2 separate regions of the Ovis aries genome follow, and region 1 is linked to region 2. Evidence: chromatin contacts called from public Hi-C data. All regions are on one chromosome and are shown on one strand. The core of a region is the stretch at or near the end of the contact, and the rest is flanking DNA. Distances in the headings are between cores, read along the strand shown. Region 1 holds the start of LOC132659412. Region 2 overlaps LOC105606919 (a long non-coding RNA gene).

Evidence for each region. Hi-C and Micro-C count contacts between places; a contact is called where the count stands out from the background.
Region 1: a Hi-C map of blood shows a contact between it and region 2, with 2.1 times the contacts expected there. The contact joins the promoter of LOC132659412 here to the enhancer-like site in region 2. A contact is called at or near these places in 5 of 16 Hi-C or Micro-C datasets (blood, retroperitoneal adipose tissue and skin fibroblasts).

What each region holds. Positions count from the first base shown.
Region 1 is chr3:81,969,774-81,974,770 of ARS-UI_Ramb_v3.0, forward strand. LOC132659412 reads right to left here and starts at 3,652. Exons shown (of 2, transcript XM_060412233.1): 1 at 3,503-3,652; 2 at 892-2,716. The coding sequence starts at 2,415. The coding sequence ends at 1,741. LOC105606919 (a long non-coding RNA gene) reads right to left here and starts at 3,520. Exons shown (of 8, transcript XR_009599853.1): 1 at 2,630-3,520.
Region 2 is chr3:81,932,476-81,937,145 of ARS-UI_Ramb_v3.0, forward strand. All of the region lies in intron 5 of LOC105606919 (a long non-coding RNA gene), which reads right to left. Among named protein-coding and RNA genes, the nearest start is that of EML4, 29 kb to the left of the region's middle. Within about 2 kb of position 1,381, at least 30 of the 54 cell types and tissues checked have an H3K27ac peak or open chromatin away from gene starts, as enhancers often do.

The DNA.
Region 1 (4,997 bases), core at 2,402-4,901, 40 kb after region 2:
AGAAGCTAAAAGAAAAAGAAAGAAAATTCAGATATTTCTGTACCATCTTCCAATTTTAAATGCTTGGTAATTAACTCAACTTTTAAAAAACACTAGGAAAGCTAGACAAATATCTTTGGGTCGCCTTGGCGCATGGCCCAAGATGAGACAGCAGTGACCTGTAAGCACGCATCTGACTCTGTGTTGAGCACAATGGTTCTTTAATGGTTGATTTTTAGTTAGAAGGCCACTTGGGGCTCCTTGTAGTCCTGAAATCACACAGGAAGGCCTGACCTTGATGATTATATCCAGGCCACTCAGAGTCCTCCTCCTATGGGCAGTCTGTTCCTCTGTACTCTGGAGTCTTGGAATAGGTTGCATGGCCCCCTCAGGAAAACCATCAATTTCAATGAAGCTGCAATCACTGGGGCCTGCTAGAGGCTGGTGGGTGTTACAGCAATGTCTCCCTCACTGTGAAAGGCAGCTGAAGGCTGAAGTGGAGTCATTTCAATCTCTGGTCAGAAAGAGCATCAGAGTCAATTACCCTACAGCAGAGGTTCCACAGGTAGCCACTGGAGTCAGATCCCTGGGCTTGAAACTCTCCTTTGCTAGTTAATTAGTCTCTCTGACCTTAGTTTTCTCATGTGTAATAACAGGGAATTAATAGTACATTCTGGAGAAGGCAATGGCACCCCACTCCAGTACTCTTGCCTGGAAATCCCATGGATGGAGGAGCTTGGTAGGCTGCAGTCCATGGAGTCGCTAAGTCGGACATGACTGAATGAGTTCACTTTTCACCTTTCGCTTTCATGCATTGGAGAAGGAAATGGCAACCCAATCCAGTGTTCTTGCCTGGAGAATCCCAGGGACGGGGGAGCCTGGTGGGCTGCCGTCTATGGGGTCACACAGAGTCAGACTCGACTGAAGTGACTTAGCAATTAGCAATAGTACAATCTAAGTAGGGTTCAATGTGATGAGCTGGGCAAGTGTTTCCTGTGCACAGACACTGTAGAGTAAGCACCCACACTGGGAAGGGGATGTGACTTCATTTTCAAACCAGGGCTCTATTTAGTATTTAGTGAGAGCTTATTTTTACAGTCACATTTGAAAACTGGTGGTTCAGATCTGTTTCACTCATCATCTCCAAACTTGCCTTGCTCTTTGCCACTCTCTCCTGGAGGCATGAGATTCTCTGAGATCCTGGGGACAATTTTTGTGTCTGAATCCCTTAGCCCCAGGCGGTGGAACTTCATTAGCCTTTTCCCCAGTGGAGTCTTTTTCTGTCCAACAGGCTCTTTCTCAGCGAGCTGTATGCACCTCAACAAGTCCCAGGCTCAGGAGACTGGTTCAGAAGGTCCCACTAAACTGGGAACCAGCGTGCTGGGAAAGCAATTCTCTTTTCTAATGCGGCCATACCCACTCTTTGCATATACTTAACTCCCCCCTTCGTTTTCCTCCTCTTTTAAATACAGTCTGCCTCCAGCCTGTTCCCCACCATCACCCCCCTCCCCCCACACAAAAAGTGCTATCAAAAATTCAGAATCAAACTTTACATTTTAAGATGTGATTTAGTTGGTTGCCTTCCAACCTCAGGCAGCATCCCCTCATGCATCTTTGTAAGAGGAGCCAGCATTTCCGGAAGACTGGCCACACAGCCCGGGGTCCCTGGGAGAAGCCTTTAAAAAAATATCAGCGCAGGAAGGGAGCCGTCTGCGAATGGCAGTTAGGGAGGGTATCCAGAGTACAGAGAAAACCCTCAGGTTAGGCACTTAGGGGGTCTGGGGACAGGAAAGGGAAGCCAGGCCTCAGAAACAGATGGGAGTCCGCCCCTCCCGACTCCGAGAGCCGCCTGCAGCGCAATGATGGCCGGAAGTGCCCGGCTCGGAAGAGGGTGAGCGGGGAGGGGCTGCCTGCGAGCCGTGTCTCCCAACTCGCTGGACTGGGATGTTTATAGCACCTGTTTTTCTCGACCTGTCTCCACCTGGATTTCTGCGGTCTGTGGCTGCAGCGTGTGTCGGGGGGAAGAGGGAGCGCACCTCCTGAGGCTGATTCTCGGCCTCGGGGCTCTGGCTGGAAAGGGAGTTCCAGTATCCAAACGAATGGCCAAATGGGGGAACTTCGAGGCAGAGCGGCTCTTACCGTGCCGCGTTTGCAAAGAAGTGGGCGGTTAGGCCCGGTGAAACCCGGGGCTTTCCAACCCCACCTCGTGTTCTGTTGACCGCAGCCGTGGGCGTGGGTGAGGCGGGTGTGGGCAGCGGGGGAAGTGGCTCCCACCTTCCTCGTCGCCTGGGGGCTCTGGCTTTCCCTTTCTTGCTCCTCCAAAGGGTTAAAGCCTGAACGACTGTCCACTCTCCGAAGGGGGATGGGGGTGGTGGTGGGGGTGGTGGGAGGTATCTGCATTTGGAAAGAGGAGCCCAGAGGGCACGGGGTGGCCATTCTCTATTCAGACCCTTGTGTAGAGTCCAGGCCATCCGGGTCTGCACCCTCAACTTCTCCTAATCACTACGTGCCTGGTTGTTCTCAGACTGCGATGACATCATTTTAAAAAATGAAAATAACTGCTCTTTAGGCTTTTAAAGAACCTGGAGGGCAAATAAACCCGAGGAAGAGTCTTCCGCCGGTCCCTGAGGCGGCCGTCTAGAGTGCCTACCTGAAAAGCCGCCCTGTCTGCTCCATCAGAAGAGGCCTTGGGCAGGGTGGGCGGAAGATCCCGGGAGGTTTAGGACAGCAGCGGTACCTAGAGAAACGAGAACATCGTCGATGTTGATCCGGCAGGTTCCTTTTCTCAACCTCTGGGCGGCACAAACTTGGTAGCGCTGCTGTTGCTGCTGCTGCTAAGTCACTTCAGTCGTGTCCGAGTCTGTGCAACCCCATAGACGGCAGCCCACCAGGCTCCCCCGTCTCTGAGATTCTCCAGGCAAGTGGGTTGCCATTTCCTTCTCCAATGCATGAAAGTAAAAAGTGAAAGTGAAGTCGCTCTTCGTGTCCGACTCTTAGAGACCCCATGGACTGCAGCCTACCAGGCTCCTCCGTCCATGGGATTTTCCAGGCAAGAGTACTGGAGTGGGGTGCCATTGCCTTCTCCGAGCAATGTTGTTAGGGTGACCATTTCACAGGTGGAGAAACTGAGGCTTAGAAAGGCCAAGGGACATGCCCCCAAAGGGATGTAGCAAGGGCCACCTTCTGTTTCAAACTCAGATTCCGGGGGCCTGCGGGGGTCGGCGGCAGCCAGGGGTGTGTTGGGGGTGGCGCGGCGGGGACCGAGGAGGCGGGAGGGCAGGCGCGGGGAGGGGGCGGTTCAGCCGGCGGCGGCCTCGCGGGGAGGAGCAGGGGCCGGGGCCGCCGCACAGGTCTGGGGCCGCTCGAGGGCCGGTTTGATCGCAGGGACTAGAGGAGGCCCTCCGGGGATCCGGAGCGGGACTGCGAGGCCCGGGCAGCTGCCAGACGCGGCTGGTGACTGGCCTGCGCCGCCGGCCCCCACCTCCCGGCTGCGCTGCGGTCGGGCAGCGAGCAGGCCGCATACCGCTCGGCGCAGAGGAAATGGCTGGAATTCCTCCCGCGGCGCCTCGCGCTCGGGCCTCGGGGCGGGCGGGGCGCTGGCGAGGGCTGCGCGGCTCCCAGCCCGCGGCACCGAGGGGGGACCCCTTTCCTGGGAGCGCCGCCGTCTCTCACTGCCAGCATCCGCGCTCCCCGGGCACAGGCTCGGCCCCCACGGAGACTCCACGGCCCTGCCCAGTCTTCTGGCCCCTTAACCTGTTCCTGGTTTTCTGGGCCGGCCATCTGGGAAGGGGTTCTGCGTCCCCTGCTCAGTCCCCTCGGGCCTCCCTGCCGATCAGGCCTCGGGCCCCACTTCTGGGATGGTGCAAACGGGGCGCACTGCACGCCAGGGCCTCAGCAGAGCGTGATGCTGGAGCTCCAGGCAGGGAGGCCTCTGCAAGCCCCAGCCTACGCTTTTGGAAAGCCCTGGCCACTGCTATCTGCAAATGTTCTAGGCTATTGAAGTGTTTGTTAAATGAGTGAATGAATGAGAATTGGGCAGGCACAGTACAAACAAAAGCAGAGACCAAAGGAAAAGCAGGCCAAATGTAGATCCTGTTAGAAAGCGCTCAGTTTTCCTTCCTGCACACGCAAAGAACCTGCCACCACGACGCACACCCAACTCAGAGGGCCTGGCACCAAGGCTACTTTGACCTTCACACCTTGAGGCTGGTCTTAACGCCAAGGCCTATTCTCACTCTCTGCCCCTTGTTCTAAGCTCTGAGCTTGGTTCAGCGATAAGTGCCCCCTTTTTCCTAGCTCACCTTTCCACATCTCCACCCACAATACTTCCCATGCTGCCCTTTCTTTTTTTTTTTTTTTTTTTGCCCATACCCCATGACACGTGGGATCTTAGTTCCCAGACCAGGGATCAAACCTAAACCCAGGGCTGGAACCTAGAGGACTGCTGGGGAAGTCCTTCCCGCCCCCCCCCCCCCCCCGCCCCCCGTTTCTGGACCTCTTCTTTTCTCTGCAGAAGGCTCAACAGAGTCTGATTCTACATGAAGTGAGTTGTCTGGATTGGGGCACAGAAGGTGGGGGCCTGCGCCAAGCCTAGGGGCAGAGACAGTGGTGGCTGTGTCTTCTCCTCCTCCCTCCTCCCCCCACTCCCATGGGATAGTTTCAAGCAAGGGAGCAAAGCATGGACAGGGTTTCCCAAAATTGGTCCGCCTCTGAGTCCAGGTTATCAGTTTAAATTTCTACTCTCTCTAGGGTTCCTCAGTAGCCAGACCTAATCCTGGGGATGCCCCAGGAGGCATTAGGAGGACAGAAGCAGGCCTGTCCTAACACACTTATCTCTCCTCAGTCAGGCCCAGTTGGGGGTGGTGGAACTGGGGAGGGGCAGGGAGTAAGGTGTCATTTCCAAGGCTGCCCCTGGATGCTTGCCCATGAGGAGCACGCCCAGGAGGCCTTGGCAGACCCTCCATACAGAGGCAGGCAGACAGAAACACAGACAGCTCACAGTGACAGTCTTGGTTCTG
Region 2 (4,670 bases), core at 131-2,630:
AACACAAGATGATATCAGAAAACAAAAACTGTCACACAGAACCCAAGGCCTCCAAGAAAGAGAGAAACTGAAGGGCTTGAGGTGTAAAATCAACAAGAGGGAACGTAGGAGTCAATGCTAAAGTGATTATGACTCACAGTCTGATGGTCCTCAAGACTTGAGTGGCCTTGGAGAAACCGGATCAGAGTTGTGTAACCAAGGCCCTGTGCTTGGAGACACATAATGAATGGATGGATGATTGAGTTTCTTCCTGCAGCCCCAGGTGATCTCAATGAGGTCATTGTGCCAGACCCCTCAGCAAGGCAATATACAGGCGTCAAACAAGCATTTCATCTTACCTCCTTCTGCCTGCCAAAACCCTGGCAGAGAGGAGCATCATTACATGAGAGTATGCATGTGGCCTAATTATTTGTCACACTCGATCACTAAACCAGTCCAAAGAATTCATTTCACGGGAACCAAATACAGTAATTCATGTTGCAATCCTGCCCAAATCACTGAACAGATACTTTAAGACCCAAATTCCTTAAAACCAGCTTTGATTTAGCACACACTACACGTTCCAACTAGAGTTTCAAGTGAGTGGAGCTGCCCACACGAAGCCATTTCTCACAGATCGCTGGCAGTTAAGTGCTCAAGAAGAAAGAGATTTCTTCAACTTCCTTTGGGTCTCACAAAACGAAAGCAGCCGTTACATAATAAAGCCTGTAATAAGCTCCATGGGTTAAGAAGTCCCTGATGTTTTTCCTGCCTTCAGTCATTTGTTTCAAGTATTCAGAAACAGTGAAAGTTCACGAAGCAAAAACATCTTCGGCAGGAAAAGAAGTGTGAGAGTTAGTCAGCAGCTCGACTCACTCATAGGTCCATGAGGTTGTAACTTAATCTTGACAACATAGTCTTTCCTGGAAGAGCTTTGAGCAGCGATTTATCATTTTATAATTTGTGGTTTCAATGTGAGCCATCAACCAAGCAGCTGTCTTGGTCTGAGGCACTTTTGAATCTTTCAAAAACCCCCCGGGGAGGCAGGAAGCCGGCTTCAAACTTGAGGCCCCAAACTCGTGGGGTTTAAGGGAGAAGGCACAAAGGCCAGGATTTCTGCGTGCGCTCTCTAGTCTTTGGAAATGTATGGAATGCGTTCCTGTGTTTGTTTTAGACTTGGTGGGGGCTGGGGGGAGCATACTTCGATAGCTGGAGCCGTGGGCTGGCCCCTCGTATCTCCGGACGGCTGCGCGATCCCCTGGGAAATGAGAAGCTGCAAGCTGAGAGGGGGGAAATGGGTGGAGAAAGGGGAAGCAAGGGGGAAGGGAGGAGTGCCCGCGATAACTCTGCTGACTTCACAGTTTTCCACCGTGGCCTGCCCTGCCTACCTCTGTTGACTTCAAAGCTCGAGGAGCGCCTCTGCGCGCGTGCTCAGCCAGCCCCGCGGCCGCCGGTGGGAGAAGGCATTGACTCTTGGCCCGAGGACCGCATCCCTCCGAGAACAACATTTCTGAAATTAACTTTGCCGTGAACAAAAGGCGGCTCTGGGTCGCCCAGTGCTGGGATTCTAGCATCCACCAGGGCAAAAGGCAGCTTTTACAGAGATGTCTCCAGAAACTCGGGCGGTTTCCCAAGGTGTCTCACTGGTTCAGCAGCAGTGTTGGCTGTCTGTGGGCCGATGGGTGTGGCTTTCGCAATCGTGTTGGGGCGCCCGGATTTGGGAAGACTTGCCTCCTCTCCTCCGAGCAATGCAGGAAATCAGACGTTTGCTGGCAGCTCCCACAGCCTGTCACCATTCTCTCCCCTCCCTGCTCCCCACGCTGGGATGGACTTGTTTTCCTTCCCATCTCTGTTTTCTCCGGAGTCCTCCTGCCTCTCCCCAGAGAGGAAGCGGAGGAAGTAAGAGGACCATCCTGGCCGCTGTCACTCATGACCTTCTAATCTGCTTATCATTCTAAGCCCAGGACGGAAAGACGCGCAGCACACCTTCTCGGAGCAAAAACAGGCAACACAGAATTTCAAGGGCTGAAACCAAGATGCACAGCACAGGTTTAAAATATACGTGCATGTGTATGACGGCTCAGACGGCAAAGTGTTTGCAATGCAGGAGACCTGGGTTCAATCCCTGGGTCGGGAAGATCCTTGGAGAAGGAAATGGCAAGCCACTCCAATATTCTTGCCTGGAAAAGCCCATGGATGGAGGAGCCTGGCAGGCTACAGTCCATGGGGTCGCAAAGAGTCAGACACGACTGAGCGACTAACACACACGATGTTTCACAATTCTCTCCTTCACTAGCCCCAGACAGTATTGGACGTATGCGCAGCTTTAACTATCTTCTACTGTTCAGTGTGAATTTAAAGATAGGCTCAGTTCAGTCTCTCAGTCGTGTTCAACTCTTTGCGACCCCACGGACTGCAGCACACCAGGCCTCTCAGTCTATCACCAGCTCCTGGAGCCTACTCAAACTCATGTCCATCGAGTCGGTGATGCCATCCAACCACCTCATCCTCTCTTGTCCCCTTCTCCTCCCACCCTCAATCTTTCCCAGCATCAGAGTCTTTTCAAATGAATCAGTTCTTTGCATCAGGTGGCCAAAATATTGGCATTTCAACTTCAGCATCAGTCTTTCTAGTGAATATTTAGGACTGATTTCTTGTAGGATGGTCTGGTTGGATCTCCTTGCAGTCCAAGGGACAAGCATAGGCTAGAAGTACATATCTTGGAAATTCAGCTTCATTAGCCGAACTAAGCACCAGAAACTGGTTACAGATCCTAGTTACAGTGTTTTCCCCCTTCTAACGTTCTCATTGCTAACCTTAGGTCCCGGCTTGAGAAAGGTCTTAGAGGGGTCTAGCCTAGTCTTTTCAGAACATGGCCACACCATGGGCTGTCTGTGCCTCCTGGGTCCAGCTTTGTACTTGGATGCAAGGGTATTTGAAAAAGAACACATGATTCTTGTCCTTAAGAAAATTAACAGAAACATCGAATTTTAGCTAGGAAATTAGTGAGCAAGATAGCCCAAACTCTCTATAACCAGAGATTTTAAAATCAGGAAATGAAAACTTAGGTTAGTTAAGAGAGCTGCCTAAGGTAAATGTTTCCTTGGTTAATCCCACAAACAAAAATTAGAACCATTGTCAGTTTGTAGCAAACACTTCCTTGTGGACTCAAATCTGAATAAATGTTCCTCAAAACAAGATGCTGTGTGCATGTGTGTATGCTCACTCGTGTCCAACTCTTTGCAACCCTATGGAATTTTCCAGGCAAGAATACTGCAGTGGGTTGCCATTCCTTCTCCAGGGATCCTTCCCAACCCAGGGATGTAACCTGAGTCCCCTGCATGAGCAGGTAGATTCTGTACCACTGTACCACCTGGGAAACCCATACAATAGATGCACTGAGGTTCTTTAACGGTTAAGGTAACCTGCTCTTGGTCTTCTAGATTCAAACTAACTCCACCCACCCTCAACCTTTGTCTGGGGTTTCAACCAAGTACTGTCAATGCATTTGAAATTGATTCAAAATGCTTTCTGGAGAGCCATCTCAGTTGAACTTGCAGGCACTCTTGGGGTTCTCTTCCAAGAAAGAATGGACTGACATTCTCCCTGGACTAGACCCAGGTTAGGCTCTGCCTGCCTGGGAGTATGTGTCGGTCTTTGACAGTCTGATGGCTAAAGCTCTAGGTTCTTGCTTTTCAATCAACGCCACCAAATGCCGGCAGTGTTGGCTCGACTCACCAGCCCATGTAGTTGAGACAGTTCTTTTTCTACAGAGACACTAAGGATATATGTACCTTCTTTCTCCTGATTTCCTTCTCAAACTTTCTTTGTCACGTTTTACTACTATTTACTGAGCATCCTGGATGGCCTGGATACTGGGGAAAACAAGGCAACTCAGTCCATGCCCTCACGGGCTCTGTAAGTGCCATAGGGAATCACTGTAGAATCAAATTAGAGATGAGAAAAACAACATAAGATGAACAGCCCACAGCCTCCTGTCTCATTAATCCCACATCCACCCCACCTCACAAAGTGAAGGAGCTAATACTCAAGTTCTTCAGAGTTCTCTTGGCTCACTTCCCAGCTGTGGTCAAATTCTCTGCATGCTCGTTCCTCCTTTTCTGGATTACTTGTGGAACTGCCAGGAGGACAGAGGCTTGAAGAATGCAAGCAGGGAAGAGAAAATAAAGGGGCATCTGCAAATGATTGACTGAAACCAGTTGTAGCTGGGCAGAATCAGGGTTTTCAGCTGCAAGCAACAGAAACTAACTCTGACCGATTTAAGAAAAGGAATTTCTCAAAAAAGCTATTGAATAATCACTGAGAAGACGGAAAAAGAGGATCAGAAAACATAAGAACCGAGAACTCAGGATCATATCTGAGGCCACAGGTACAATCACAGCCTAGAAAGAGTGAGATGAGGGCACCCCTGCCACCGCTGCCGAGGGCTGCACCGCTTCCACCATCACTGTCTTCAGCCCTCGACACTTGATACCACCATGGGCAGTGGGAGCCTGGATATTTTTGTTGCCCTGCAGCCTCCCCCGGAAAGGATTCTCCAATGTCCCACTTTGTTGGTGCCAATAACTTCTGATTCCTTCCTGAGCAAGAGCACCTGATTGGCCAAGTCTTGGTTGTATGTCCACGTCCTAGCTGCAAAGGGGACTAGACTTTTCCAGAGACTTCTAGAA